Regions from separate parts of the Ovis aries genome. Here region 2 is linked to region 1. The links are chromatin contacts, called in public Hi-C maps. All regions are on one chromosome and are shown on one strand. Each heading gives the region's core, a stretch centred on a gene start, on an enhancer-like site or on the middle of the called end of the contact. The rest is flanking DNA. Distances are from core to core; before and after follow the strand shown. Region 1 overlaps RUNX1 (RUNX family transcription factor 1). Region 2 holds the start of RUNX1 (RUNX family transcription factor 1).

What was found. Hi-C and Micro-C count contacts between places; a contact is called where the count stands out from the background.
Region 2: a Hi-C map of blood shows a contact between it and region 1, with 2.8 times the contacts expected there. The contact joins the promoter of RUNX1 here to the enhancer-like site in region 1. A contact is called at or near these places in 3 of 16 Hi-C or Micro-C datasets (blood and skin fibroblasts).

Annotation. Positions count from the first base shown.
Region 1 is chr1:267,701,834-267,708,604 of ARS-UI_Ramb_v3.0, forward strand. It overlaps RUNX1 (RUNX family transcription factor 1), which reads right to left. Exons shown (of 8, transcript XM_042238225.2): 4 at 1,746-1,999. Among named protein-coding and RNA genes, the nearest start is that of RUNX1, 170 kb to the right of the region's middle. Within about 2 kb of position 3,773, at least 38 of the 54 cell types and tissues checked have an H3K27ac peak or open chromatin away from gene starts, as enhancers often do.
Region 2 is chr1:267,873,152-267,879,922 of ARS-UI_Ramb_v3.0, forward strand. It overlaps RUNX1 (RUNX family transcription factor 1), which reads right to left and starts at 4,309. Exons shown (of 8, transcript XM_042238225.2): 1 at 4,108-4,309; 2 at 3,840-3,956. The coding sequence starts at 3,897.

The DNA of each region.
Region 1 (6,771 bases), core at 2,523-5,022:
TTAGTATTTGGGGTGTGGGTTCCCTAGTCGAGGAGACTATGACTTAGCCCGAAGGAAGCCACAGATCTTGGAGAACCCACACTCCCGTGGTGAGTCTGTAGCACCTGGTTTAAAGGACCCTCGGGTTGATTATCAGCCTGTCTCCTCCCCTCTGCACTTATCTGCAAGTGACCCGGGGCCCATCCCTGTCAGAGCCGAGGAGGTCTGCCCGCTGAGTCTGTTTATATACAGGGATTAGCGTGATTTAAAATTGAAATGGGCTCCCAACCCAAATCTACAGAGGTGGAGGAAGAGACAGGAAAGAGTCCAGCAGCTGCTCAGACTCATCGTCCTTTCTATCCTCTTCAAAAACTCCTTCTTTTAGAAAATTGAGGCAGCTCTATACAGGCAGCCAACTGCACTTTTTGCTTGTTTGTTTGAAAAACCATAATCTAAATTTGGAAGGTGTCTAAAGCTTAAAAATAAAGAACTCCGATAGTTAACTTGTGTTTTAAAAAGTGAACATTTATTCATTGTAACTAGCTACAAATCCATCCCAGGCTTGGAACCACAAAAAACTTTAATCTCCCCTTAAAGAGGACAATTACGTAGCCAGATTTTATTTTTTTTTTTTTAAGGAAAAAAAGAGTAGCTGATCTTTATAGCTTCCACCCCCTACCCCTTGCCTGCCTTAGCCCCTTTAAAAGAACAGGAAATGACAGCACTGATTGTATTTAAAAAGCTGCCCCTTCTTCAACCCACCCAAGACAGAAGAACTGAATCCCTACCGCAGAAATGAAACATCTTCTGTTTGCTGCCAGGGGTGGTGGGACGGTTGTTTAAAAACGCCCGGGGTTGTTTATATAGCCCCTTTGAAGGCCAAGGTTTTTCAAGACAGCTGAAAGCTAGCGCAAGATGAGGGGTGAAAAGTGAACGCGGACCTCTGAAGCTAAAAGGCTGAAGTTTCCTGGTCCACGTCGCCGCCCCCCTCCCCTCAAACAGCAAAGCAGGCGGATGAGACCCCCAGGCTCACGGCAGCCCGCCTTGCCTCCTTTAGCTGACCCGGGGCTTCAGGCTAGGTGAGCCGGCGATAACGTTCAGGAGGGTTCCCAGAAAAGAAACAGGATTCACTACTTGCGGCTTCTGGCAGGAATAGGCTAGAAGCTCAAAACAAAACAACCACCAAAAACACCCCTCAGAAAACTTTTGCAAATTTAACAGAGTCCGCCGTGGACTTTGAACTTGCTAATTTCTACAGTGCAGTTAAACAGGGGGTGGACGTGGGGAAAAGCCATGAGAGTTTTCCTTGTCAAGTTTCTTTTCCTGGATCCAAAGGTATATCAGAGTATCTCGATTTTATTTCCTGATGCCTTCCTCAGAAGGGCTGGGTTCCGGCCGGGTTATAACTTTTCCTACTTTGGATCAAAGCGAAGGACCGATGCCCGGGGAGGAGGTCCCGCCGGCCCTCCGTGGACTTCTTTGTGGGGGGGGGCACCCTGAATTTTTTCAACCATCCCCCGGAGGCCGCGGCGGCCTACTGAAGCGGGACCCCTCCACCATCGCCCCCCCGCCCCCAGCCCAACCGAGGGTAGCCACGGCAACGCAGCATCCCCCGTGTGCGCAGCGCAGAGGGATGGACCACGGGCCTCCGCGCCGGCCCCTTTCTAGAACCCGGCCCCGCCTGCCTGGCCACGGCCCTCCCCGATCGCCCCGGCGATCGACCGGCCTCTGCCTGTCCTCCCGCCACCCGCTCCGGCCCGAGTTACCTTGAAAGCGATGGGCAGGGTCTTGTTGCAGCGCCAGTGCGTGGGCAGCACGGAGCAGAGGAAGTTGGGGCTGTCGGTGCGCACCAGCTCGCCCGGGTGGTCGGCCAGCACCTCCACCATGCTGCGGTCGCCGCTCCTCAGCTTGCCGGCTAGGGCGGCGCCGGCGTCCGGGGCGCCCAGCGGCAGCGCCTCGCTCATCTTGCCCGGGCTCAGCGCGGTGGAAGGCGGCGTGAAGCGGCGGCTCGTGCTGGCATCTACAGGGATACGCATCACAACAAGCCGATTGAGTTAGGACCCTGCAAACAGCTCCTAACAAACGGCGACAGGGGCGCGGATCTTCAGCAAGCAGCTCCCGGGAGACCAACATACAAGTTCAGGGACCTTTATTGCTGCAAGGTGGCTGGGGGAGAGGGGGAGACTAAGTTACGAACAGTCCAGGAAGGCTGAAAAAGTTCTAGTTCTGACAATCGGCCTCAGCTCAGACCCGGGCACCGACCGCTTAGTGCTTTGAAAAGTGGGCGACCAGAATCCAAAGTCAAGGGCCAAGGGACCCTATCTTCTGAGTTTTGCTTTGAGAGTTTGAAGGTTCAGTCTTTGGCTGTTACAGAAGTACCCGGAGGCAAAAATTCCCATACACTTCCTAAACTATTTATGCGGAGAGCAGAAGGACCAGCAAATATAGGATTTGGACGTTCCAGTAGTTAATTGCCTGTCAGTTCTTCTTTTTTTTCCCCCCAGGTGAGTTTTGTTTAAAGTCCAAACAACAGAAAATATACGAGTGTCTTCAAATACGGCGCCACTTTTTATTCATGCAAAACTGGCTTCGGTCCTCAAAAGCGAGAGCTGAGACTTCCAAAAGGTCCTGCTTCTAATGTATGTGCACATATATATAAACATATACATATGCTCTACTTCATAAAATATTTACAATACAATCTGTAGAGAAATTAAACACAACAGAAACCCATTAATGTTCGCTGCACGTTTTTGTTTTTTTTTTTTCTTCTCTAAGTAGCCTTGAGAATCAGCTTCAGTAGTTGAAGGGCTGGGCTAGAAGGACTTGTCATGTTTTCAATAAATTCTGGCAAAATGCTCAGTTCAGAAAATTCAAGCTTTATCAAAGAAAAAGCTGATCTTAAAAAAAAAAAATCCAAGTCGATGATATTCAGGGTTCAGCTCTCCACATTTGAGAACTCGGGTTTGGGGATGTTGGTTAAGTTTGTGGCTGATCCTGTGGTTTGGTGGGAGGTGAGCTGCAGCGGAGTCAGACGCACGCAGGCACGCACTCTTCGGGAGCCAGCCGCCGTCTACATCGACTCCGGTGAGTCAGCCCCGACTTGGGCAGTAGCGAGACGAGCTTCCTCCAACGTCGCCCCAGCGCCGGCCGGGTGAACTGCCCGGACGCGCCAATTTACCCACACACCGCGGAACCGCAGCAGGTGGAGCGGGCCCTGGCGAGAAAGGCTCCGCAGCGCAGATCGCAACAGACGGGGCGGCTCGAGTTACACAAGCACGCACACTCTGCCACGCACACGCGCCACTTCACCACTCGCCACGAAGCCCGGCGCACTCTCTCCCGCTGTTGTCAAAGGACACAACCGGAGAAAAGTTCACACCCAGGAAAGAAATGGAACCATCCAGCCAAGAAACCAGTTCATTCAAAAGTAGGAAAAGGCAAAAACAACAACAAAATCCTCCCCCACACACAATTCAAAATCGAAGTTCCAACGCGGTTCTATGAAAAACAGCAAAGACTGACTTTCTTCTGGCGTCCCCAGTATCCCCAGCAAGAGATGCCTGCCGGCTCAGGGCCGGGCAGCGTGGTGCCCTGGCTGGGTCCGGCCGCGGGGCGCTCGTCCCGCCTGCGCCCGCTGGCTCTATGAATGAGAGTGCCTGGAAATGAACGTGCTTTTACTGTAAGCCCGGCCCGAGGAATTCCATTCCCTCAGCTCGTTTGCATAGGGGCGGCTGCCGGCCAATCACAGGCCTTTCCGGTATCAGGCAGGGCGCGGCTCGGTGCCGCGGGCTCCTGGAATTGGCCCGCGCGCCCCCGCCGCCGCCGCGCGCTACTGTACGCGGCCAGGGTGGAGAGTCCACCGCCAGCCAGTGCGGAGGCCACGCCGCGCTCCCCGCATCCACATACCCGCACCCACACGCTCCTACATTCGCTCGAGACCGCCATTCCGGTGCGGACGGCGGCGGCTTTGCACACTCGTGGGCTTGCGCGGCCGGCAGTCAGTCAGCCCGCCCGCCCCGGGGGGCTGCCGTGAGCGGCCGCGCCAGGGGCGGCCGTGGTTCGGAGACCCAGGAGGTGGAGCAGAAGGCCGGTCGGCCTGGAGGGACTGGGGCCGCGCGCTGAGCCGCAAATGGTCCGGGATCAGAGTCTGTCGGAGAGAAGCATCCGCGAGCCATGGAGATAGATGAAGCGGCCGCCGCTAGGCTCCCGAGACCTGGGGGCCGGGGGGCCCCAAGGCCTCCACTTTCCCGGCATGGATGGGACTCGCCGCGAGGGGGCCGGGAAGGGCCGAGGGCCCAGCCCGGGGAGCCGCTCGGCGCCGGTTGGCAGCCGCGGCGAAGTGGCGCTGATTCCTTTACTGAGACCAGACGGTGGTCGGTCTCCACGACCTGCTTTTTGTGTTGAGTTTTCTTTCTGGGTTTGTTTTCTTGGTGTTTTACGCTGCGTCTTGACGCGGCGCGCCTCGCTCAGGTGGAGTTGAGCTTAGTGGCCAGCGAAGGAGTTCCGTAGTTCAGAAGCCGCCCCCCCCCCCCCCGCCCCAAGAACAAGCGACTGGAAAGAAACTGGAAAGCCTCCGGGCGGGGTTCCCCCGCGGGGCCCAGGTCGTTTGCGCCCCGCACCCACCTCCAGCTCCCCGGAAACGGCCCCTGGGTCCACTCCCCGCCCGCGCGCGCGCGCTCGTCAGCCGCCCCGGGAGCTGAAGCCACCCCGGCTCTGCGCGCGGGCGGGAACATGCTCCCCGCTCCCGTCCCAGCGGCGCCGCGGGCATTTTCGCGGAGCTTAGAGGGGCCCCGGTTCCCCCCGCCCCACGCCACCGCCCGGCCGCGGGGCTCTCCCAGCTACACTCCGCGAGGAGTCCACTGGGTCCCTCCCTCGGGGGGAGGGCGCTCATCCACTCTCCCCCTCGCCTGGCACGGAGCCCTCCACGTCGACTTCGCCCGCCCCCGCCCCCGGGTGAGGGACCCTCCCTTCCCACTCCCCGCCTTGGTTCCCCCTGCCGATGCGCGATTTGGGGGTGCCGGACCGCTGCCGCCGGCGCCGCCGCTCCGGCTTCCCCAGGGCTCCAGCGCCAAGGGGCCTGCCAGAGGCGGGGGCCGTGGCGGGCCAGGCCTCGGAGGCCTTTCCGGGCGCCGCGGCCGCTTCCCTCGCCCCAGGCCCTGAGAGGCCGGGCGGCTCGGCGCGGGCGCCAGGGGGCAGCAGGCGCCCGGCGGCCGGCCCGCGCGCCGGGGAACGCCCCCGACGGCGCGGCTGTAGCTCCGTCCTTCTGGCGGCCTTTGGGTCTCCGGTAGGAACTTCAGCTGGGGAAGAAGCGAAAGGAGAAACGGCGACCGGATCCTGCCTGCGCGGCCCCGTTCCGCCCCCCGCCCCGCTATCCCAACGGCCGGGAGGGCAGCAGGGGAACCTTCGCGCAGGGGTCCGGGCTGTCCCGACCCGCGCGTATCGGGGTCTTTTTTTCCCGAAATCCCTTGGCCGTCCCCACCATCGGCTGGTCCCAAGCAGTAGGGGCTGGGGGCGTCCCGGGCTCCCTGCGGCAGGCCCCCTGCTTCCTGCCCCGCATCTCGCCCGGTGCGCCCGTCCCCTCGCTCCGAGAAACCTGGGACATTCCGGAACTTCCAGTATTCAGCTGTATTTTGTTTAATGGGTCTGAGGGTTGAGGGGAGTCTCAGAAAACGCCCTTGTATTTTTCTTTAAAAGTGATTTTTGAAGAAGCCTCATTTCAAACATTGCAGGTGTAAAGACACCCCCCCCCCCCCACAACAGTCTTCTCTCCACCCGGGCCGAGCGATCCCAAATAGCGAGCAGTCCCCAGACAATCCCCAGACAACCCCCAACCCCCCGCCCCGCCACACACACCCCGTCTGCGCCGGAGCCCCGGGGCCACACAGTCTCTCTTCTGCGCCCGGGCTCGACGCTGCCCGCTCTAGAGGCGAGTTCGGGCTGAGTGAAATCTTTCTGCTTGGGCTCGAGTGTATTTCCTCAGGAGCCGATCAAGTGCATCCCCATAGACCCCCTAGGACCGGGTCTGGGGTGACTCGAGTGTGGTGTAGGCAAAAATGGGCTCTATCTCGGAGGATGTAGCGGTCGGGGGGTGGGGGATAAGCCGCCTGCTCGGAAAGCTCAGAGAAAGCTCCATTGGGGCTGCGACCGTTTGCCTGAAACCCTCAACCGTGCGAAGGGCCGCGGGCGCCCCACGCAACGCGGTCTTCCAGGTGGGGATCAGGTTTCCTTAGTAAGAGAAGAGGATTAGCGATAGATGCACCCGGTTCAGACGCTGTTTAGCTCAGAATCTCAACCAGTAAAGCCCGAGTTCGAACTCCAACAAGGACAGTAGCAGCAGGGAAAGCTGCTGCTGATTTTATTTGAGTGGGGCCGCCGGGCATTTGGGGTTCTCAGGACCTTGCGCAGGCTGTAACTGCGCTAACGGGGTGCACGCTTGAAACCCAGCAATAAAACACACCGCCCCTCCTTATCGAGGAACTAAAATGAATGGAAAGCTGGCAGCCTGGGACTCAACTAAGAGGGTATCGCGAACCCCTTGATCTAAGGGGCTTTGTACATATAGCGTATGGAGTTGGATGTACTCTTTTTCCACCAGGAGCGCTCATTTAAGGGGCTATATAGAATTTCCCTTCCCTTGCTTCTCTAAGAGAAAAGGAAAGGAAACATTTCTGTATACACTCGTAGTGTTCCCCTGGAATAATACTAATATTTGCTTTTGTCAAAACACAGTGCAAAAATTACAACGAAGCAATATGTTGGGCGGATGGATGCTGTGTGACAGTTTCTTCC
Region 2 (6,771 bases), core at 3,059-5,558, 170 kb after region 1:
ACATTTCAGAATTGCCTTGTCATTTTCACAGGTCTCTCAGCATGCAAAGGAACTAAATAGCAAAGGGTCTGATTGTGAGTTTAGATAGATTTTAACACCTTTTTTTTTCTTCTCAGTTTCAAAATGTGTGGGCAGTTTCAGAACTCAAGAGTTGCGTCTCACATGGGGGGAGCTGGGATCTGATTCCTCCACATCCAGGAGGGCACTTAGGAAAAGTACAGGGTCCTTGTGGGTCCAGGGGAGTCAGACTGGCTAAGACACACTGTCAGGGACTGAAGTGTGTCCTCCCCAAGTTCATATGTTGAAGTGCTAACTCCCAGTGTTTCAGAAGATGACTGTATTTGGAGAGTGGGTTTTTGCAGAGATCATTAAGAGTAAATGAGGTCCTCATGGTGGGATCTAATGCAATACGACTAGTATCCTTGTAAGAAGAGGAAATTATGACATAGATAATTATGAAGGAAGAGTACATGAGGCCACAGGGAGAAGACAGCGTCGAGAAGACAGCGTCTACAAGACAAAGAAAGAGGCCTCAGAAGAAACCAACCTCCCGATGCCTTGAAGCCTTCCCAAGACCAAAGCTACACCAGGATTGTCCGTGAAATTCTGGCCTCTGGAATCACGAGGCAATCCATTTCTGTTGTTTAAGCTACTCAGTCTATGCTTGTTTGTTATGGCAGCCTTGGCAAACGGACACGGAATTCACATGGTGTCTGATACCCAGTTGAATCAACGGCTTTGTGTGATCTTATATCTCCAGCAGAGCCAGAGATGTCTTCACCAATATTTCTCTGCAAAGAAGTGGTAAACTGAGACCCATGGAGAGGCATGCTTCACACGTTCAGCCTCCGCTCCTGCAATTCCCTTTGAGAGATAACCTTGAGAAGACAGCGGTGCGTCAGCCCCGCCGAGATTTCTACCTGTGGTTCTAGGAACTCGGAGGCATATTAGCATTCAGGCTTTGCATAGACCACTAAGCCACTTCTAAGAACACGGCTACCTGAGGCATTTTGCAAAAACACATATGTGCCGACATTCTTCCTCCGCAATCCTTCCCCACTCTGCAGGCCCGCACGTGGTACCCCGCCAGGGGACCCGAGTTTGGGTCCTGCAGGGACGTCGTGCCTTGAACCACAGGGGATCATGCCAGGGAATTTCAATCACGCCTCATCTTCTTGCCTGAGCACATTCAGTGAGAAGGCGCAGAGGCAGCCTTCTCAGTGGTAGACCACATTTGTTTTGCATGCCAGGCTCTCAGACTCTCGCTTGCCTGTCACACAGAAGGGAACAATGGTTGGCTTGGTCCCACACCTCTCTTTCGCCTCCATTTCCACATGGGTATCTTGCTCAAAAAATGAGTTATGGGTTTCCTCCTGTGAGAATTGCATGCACTGATAAAGGGCCATCCCAGGAAGAAAACAAGATATTTTCCCCGCTCGCTTGGAGCTGCAGTTGGGGAGGGCACACACGCTATAAATTACAGGCTGCAATAAATGACCACAGTGAGGGGCGCTGCTCACGGCCAGGCTGGGGGGACAGGGTACTGGCTGCAAGGAGGATACGGACTTTAATAGAGAGTAGGGCGATTCTTCTAGCATTGCGCTCTAAGGCAGGGCCCATCTTGTACCAAATGTAGTGACGTTTTGCTACCTCTCCAGACTCAAACGCGTGGTGTGGACTGCGAACCCAGACCATGCAAACCCTCAGCCTGACGAATCACCTTGATAAACTGAGCTGTGAAAAATGGCCTAGATTTCACTCTGATTCTCTGAAATTCAGTCTCCATATTATATTCTTGAGTGTGTGATTGTAATCATCCCTGAGTTCCTTTTAATGACCGGAAGGAAAGAAAAGACTTTTTCCCATGAGCCTTTCTGAGCCTTGGTTGGGGTGCTAGCGTCCCCCGCACAGAGTTCCTCTTGAAATCTATGCTGCCACCAGCTCCTAAACCTGGGGGGCAGGTCCGGTCGGTGTGCATCCTGGGGACACAGGGACTGTGGGGCTGGGTTAGGGGCTGAGCTCCTTGTCTTTGCCGGCGTCTGAGCAGGTCACCAGGTCCCCCCTCACTTAGCTCTGCTGTCTCACCAGTAAGGACAGGAAGGCAGGCCAGCCCTGCACACCGAAATCCCATCTATTACCCAGTGGGATGTTGAAAAATTTCCTGAATCTGCCTTCCTGAGTTGATAGAATAGGAAACAATCATCGTTTGGAGAGAGTATTGAAAGCAGAGTAGAGGCAGGAAGATTTTTTTTTTCCTTTCTGTTATTCTACAAATATTGCTTCCTTTGCTTGTCAGAGGCCCAGAGGAAATGCAGCGAGAAGGCCCTTCACAGCTTCTCACCCCCAGCGGCCAGCGTTTCTGCCGCAGAAGCTCAGCACCGTGAGGATGTGTGACTCATACCAGCGCATGACTCAACTTCACTAAAATGTCCTCAGCTGCCAGTAAAGAAGCACTTGAAAACCCTTTAATTTGAAGCTTTGAATCGGTTAATGACTTGCTTTCTTCCCCTTCTCCTGAAATCCTGCTCTCCCTACAACACACACACACACACACACACACACACACACACACACACACACATCTTTGTCAAGTGTTTAAATTTCAGGGACCCGGAAACACAGAGGCTCTGTGGCATCCACAATAGCGTTTGTTGTGACAAAGTGGCTGGCAGCCCTCTGCATTCTTCAGCTCACTTGGCTCGATGAATAAATAATGAGTCACAGACACTATTTGGGTGCGCGCGAGCATTTGTAGCTAGAAAATGAATGATCCCCACCCCCCCACGTCCCATCCATCCCACTCCATCCCAGCTCTGCCAAACCATTAAGCCACAGGCTGTGCAGACGCTGGTCAAAGGGCTCGCCGGGACGCACACGGCAATGTCTTGGTGACATTTCTGCGTTCTTCTTTGTGTTTGTTTAGGCGCGGCCCTCTTTTTTCCCAGCAAAGATAACTCCAGACGCCCATTCACACCACACACATACTCACACATTCAGAGCTCAACCACAGCTCAGCGCGTTTCAAGAGGCTGGTTGCCAACATGCAGGCAGGTACCCCGAACTAGCTGCTTCTATTAGGAAGCATGCAATCTCAATGACTTCAGCTGCCACTTCAGACGCTTGACTTAGGCAACTTCTTCGTTGCTCTTGGCGGGAGAGATTTGTGTATGCTTCGCTTTCACTCTCTCTCAGAAGATGCCGGCAGCCTCTTTTGCATTGAGGCTGCAAGGAATAACCCAGCAAGGCCCCAGCTTTCAACCTAGACCAGTCTGCCCGGCTCCTCTACTATCCGTCTTTCGGAGACAACTGACTTGCTACTTTGTCCCTGCTGTGTCCCCGCCTGGGCGGTGAGCCGACCTCTGCCTCCGCCCCACGCTGGCACCAGCCTTCTTGGCCGGTGATGCTGGAGTCCGCTAAAGCCCAGGGCAGGCTGGCATGTGGGCCACACTGCCTGCCCAGCGCGGGGCAACTCAGCCACAGCCATCTCAGGCCGGGGGGCAACCAGAGAAAACCCAGAGAGCTTCCTGCAAACTTTATGATCTCTAGGATTTTAATCAGGAACAGCCCAACTGACTTGCCCCGGACAAAGTTCTCACCCACCGACGGAACCCCTCGACAGCTTAACTAAGTATTTATGAAAACATTTCTCAAAAGCGGCCATCTGATGAATAAGTAATCCAATAGCCTTGAAATCTTACACCCGAAGAGGTGTTTGAATTCCTCCCCCCAAACAGACGGGAGAGCGGCAGGGGCTCTCTGCACCCAGTTACAACAGGCAGCCACTTTATTATCTACAGAGCCGAGCAAAAGTAGATATTAAAATCTCAGAGTGTACTCACCTCTCATGAAGCACTGTGGATATGAAGGAAATGACTCAAACATGCTGTCTGAAGCCATCGCTTCCTCCTGAAAAGGCACCCTCTTCTGAAGGCGGGGGATTCAATGAGTTCTTTTACCTTAAGAGCGAGAAACCAAGAAAGGTCACCGTTTTAACCTCACCTCCAACCATGGTTCCCTACAGGTCCTTTTTGTTTTTGTTTTTTTTTTTTCTCCCCTCGACACCTCTGGGGTTCCCTGAGCCCTAAGGAAAAAAAAAAAGAAATGTACCTTTGCAAAGACAGATATTCAAATTGCTAAAGATTAAAAAAAAAAAAAAGCGGCGTCTTGGCTGTGGGTTGATGATGTTCAGAACTCTGCGAAGCCCTGTGGTTTCCAGTCAGAGTGATCCGTCTTGCCTGCTGACCACTATGCTGGGCTCAGACTTCTGACACTGCCAGGCTACCCAACTTGTGGTTCTGTGGTTGTTTATGAGGCCCAAAGAAGTTTTCACACAACCCAAATTACAAATTTAACTGTTCCCCTTTCCACAGCCCATCTTAATTGGTTCTTGCCAATCATGTGACTTCAGTGATGTCAATTTTTTTTTTTTTTAACTTTCTGAGCAATGCCCTTCCTTCCCTCCACCTGCCCTCCCCCAAGCGGTGCAAGAAAATAGCCAAGGAGACTTTGCAAGAGAAAGAGAGAGAGAGAGACTGCAGAAAAAAAGTGACTCAGAATCTTATTATATCAATGATCTTTGCTGATTTAGTACAACTTGAGTCCGGTTGTTGTTATTTGTGGTTTTGGGAACCCCTGATTATTTTGATAAAGATTTCACTGCTGCTTATTCAATAGTAATTCAACCCTGGCATCAGGCTGCTGTGCAGACGGGATATGGAGCCCATCATTTCAGATGCTGGGCATCAGATCAGCAGAACTCAGCCCCTGGTAAAGATGATCACAGCATAAGTGAAACTATAAAAGGAAAAAATAATAAAAGGAACTATTTGGATGAGAATCTGACCCCTAAGAGGGTCTAGCAACTTACTGGTATTTTAAAGCCTGCAAAGAAGAAAGCATTTTAATTTTGTGACTAAAAGACCATTTTAATAAAACCAAAAGTATGTGGTTTTCTTCCTCCTAAGTGGACATCTTTTCAATAAAGGGATAAAATTATGTTTATCTCTTACACACATACATACACACTGAACTCAGGAAGCTAAAGGAAAACAAAGAAAAGCGAAATTCTGTACTTGGGGTCGAAGCAGTGGCTGCCTTAACACTGTTCACTTTTTGTTTTCACCCATCAACGATCCCTGTATTGCCTTTTTCAAGTACAATTCAAATTAGTAGGCTAATTCACACCTGTAGGTAAAACTCAGCCCGGCACTGTGGCAACCGCACTTTGAGAGCATTAAGAGAACTTCACAAAATATAGGGAGGGCAGAGGGGATGGTCCTCCAGAACAAGAACTGACAAAGAATACTGGACAGTTCATTCTGTAGCTTAGGAAGAAGACACGCCTACTTGGAAGTGCTGAAATCAGGCTAATCTTGCACGTGGGCCAGCCATTTGGGGCACGCATATTTCTCTATTTTTCCTGCCCATTGGTTTTGTTGTTGTTCTGTCCTACTCTTTGCGACCCCATGAACTGTGGCCCATCAGGTTCCCCTGTCTATGGGATTTCCCAGGTAAGAATACTGGAGTGGGTTGCCATTCCCTCCTCCAGGGGATCTTCCCAACCCAGGGACTGAACCCACATCTCTTGCATTGGCAGGCCGATTCTTTACCACTGAGCCACCTGGGAAGCCCCAGCCCACTGGTTTTACCAGCTCACTAATCAAATGTTCATTTTGAAGTTCCAAAGTAAACATCTCCTTTCCCCATTAATAACTTTATTTCTTTTGCTCTGCTCTGTAGACATCCTCCAGGATAGGATCGCCAACCCCCTTCCCCTCTGCCGCCTCCCCTGCGCCACCCCGCCTCCCCCGGGGCTGCACAGCAGGAGGTGAGAGGCAGGTGAGCAAGAAAAGCTTCCCCTGCTGCCCCTCCCCCACTCCCCACTGCTCCCCATCACTCACATTGCCACCTGAACCATCCCCCTAGTCCTTGGAAAAATTGTCTTCCACAAAACTGGTCCCTGGTGCCTAAATGTTTGAGAACTGCTGTTCCAGGGCACTCTGTTCTTAATTTCAATGCACATGGTTAAGAGACACTATGAGTGAGGATTTTTTTTTTTTTTTTTGGTGAGATGGGGTTGCTCTGCTGAATCTTTGCTGCTGTTCGGGTTTTTCCCTAGTTGTGCAGAGCAGGGGCTGCTCTCTAGAGCACAGGCTCAGCAGTCATGGTGCACCAGTTTAGTTGCTCCACTGCATGTGGGATCCTCCTGGAGCGGGGCTCAAACCCGAGTCTCCTGCTTTGGTAGACAGATTCTTTAACACTGAGCCCCCAGGGAAGTCTGAGACAAGGGTTTTGAACTGCTAACCCTGGATTCCAAGCTGGTCAGTGATAGCCAGCAAAGACACTTTGTAATAAAGTCTGTGCTATTAGAATAACCCCCTGGGTTTTCCCCTCCCATTCTCTCAATTTCACCCCCACACACCAGGGATAACACAGCCAGAGATCAGGGCACCGGGCTTTAAAAAGGAATAGACATAATTCTTTCTTACTCCTGTTTTGACTAAAGCAGGAATTGAAACTCCAGAGAGAGACTGCTTTCTCCCAGACGGGTGTGAAGTTATTTTGCCAAAGCTTGACACCATATTAGTACTTAGAAGGATAACAATGTGTGCATTTCTTCAAATTTATGAAGATCTCAACGTCATGCAAGTTGCCTTGAGCTCTCCATGGAAATCCTCTGTTAAGATAATCACCAGTGTGTTTCTGGGCTCCCTGATAAAGTTGGGGCTGGTTAAACCCCATACCAGGGTCTTTTCTCTCTGCTACACTGAG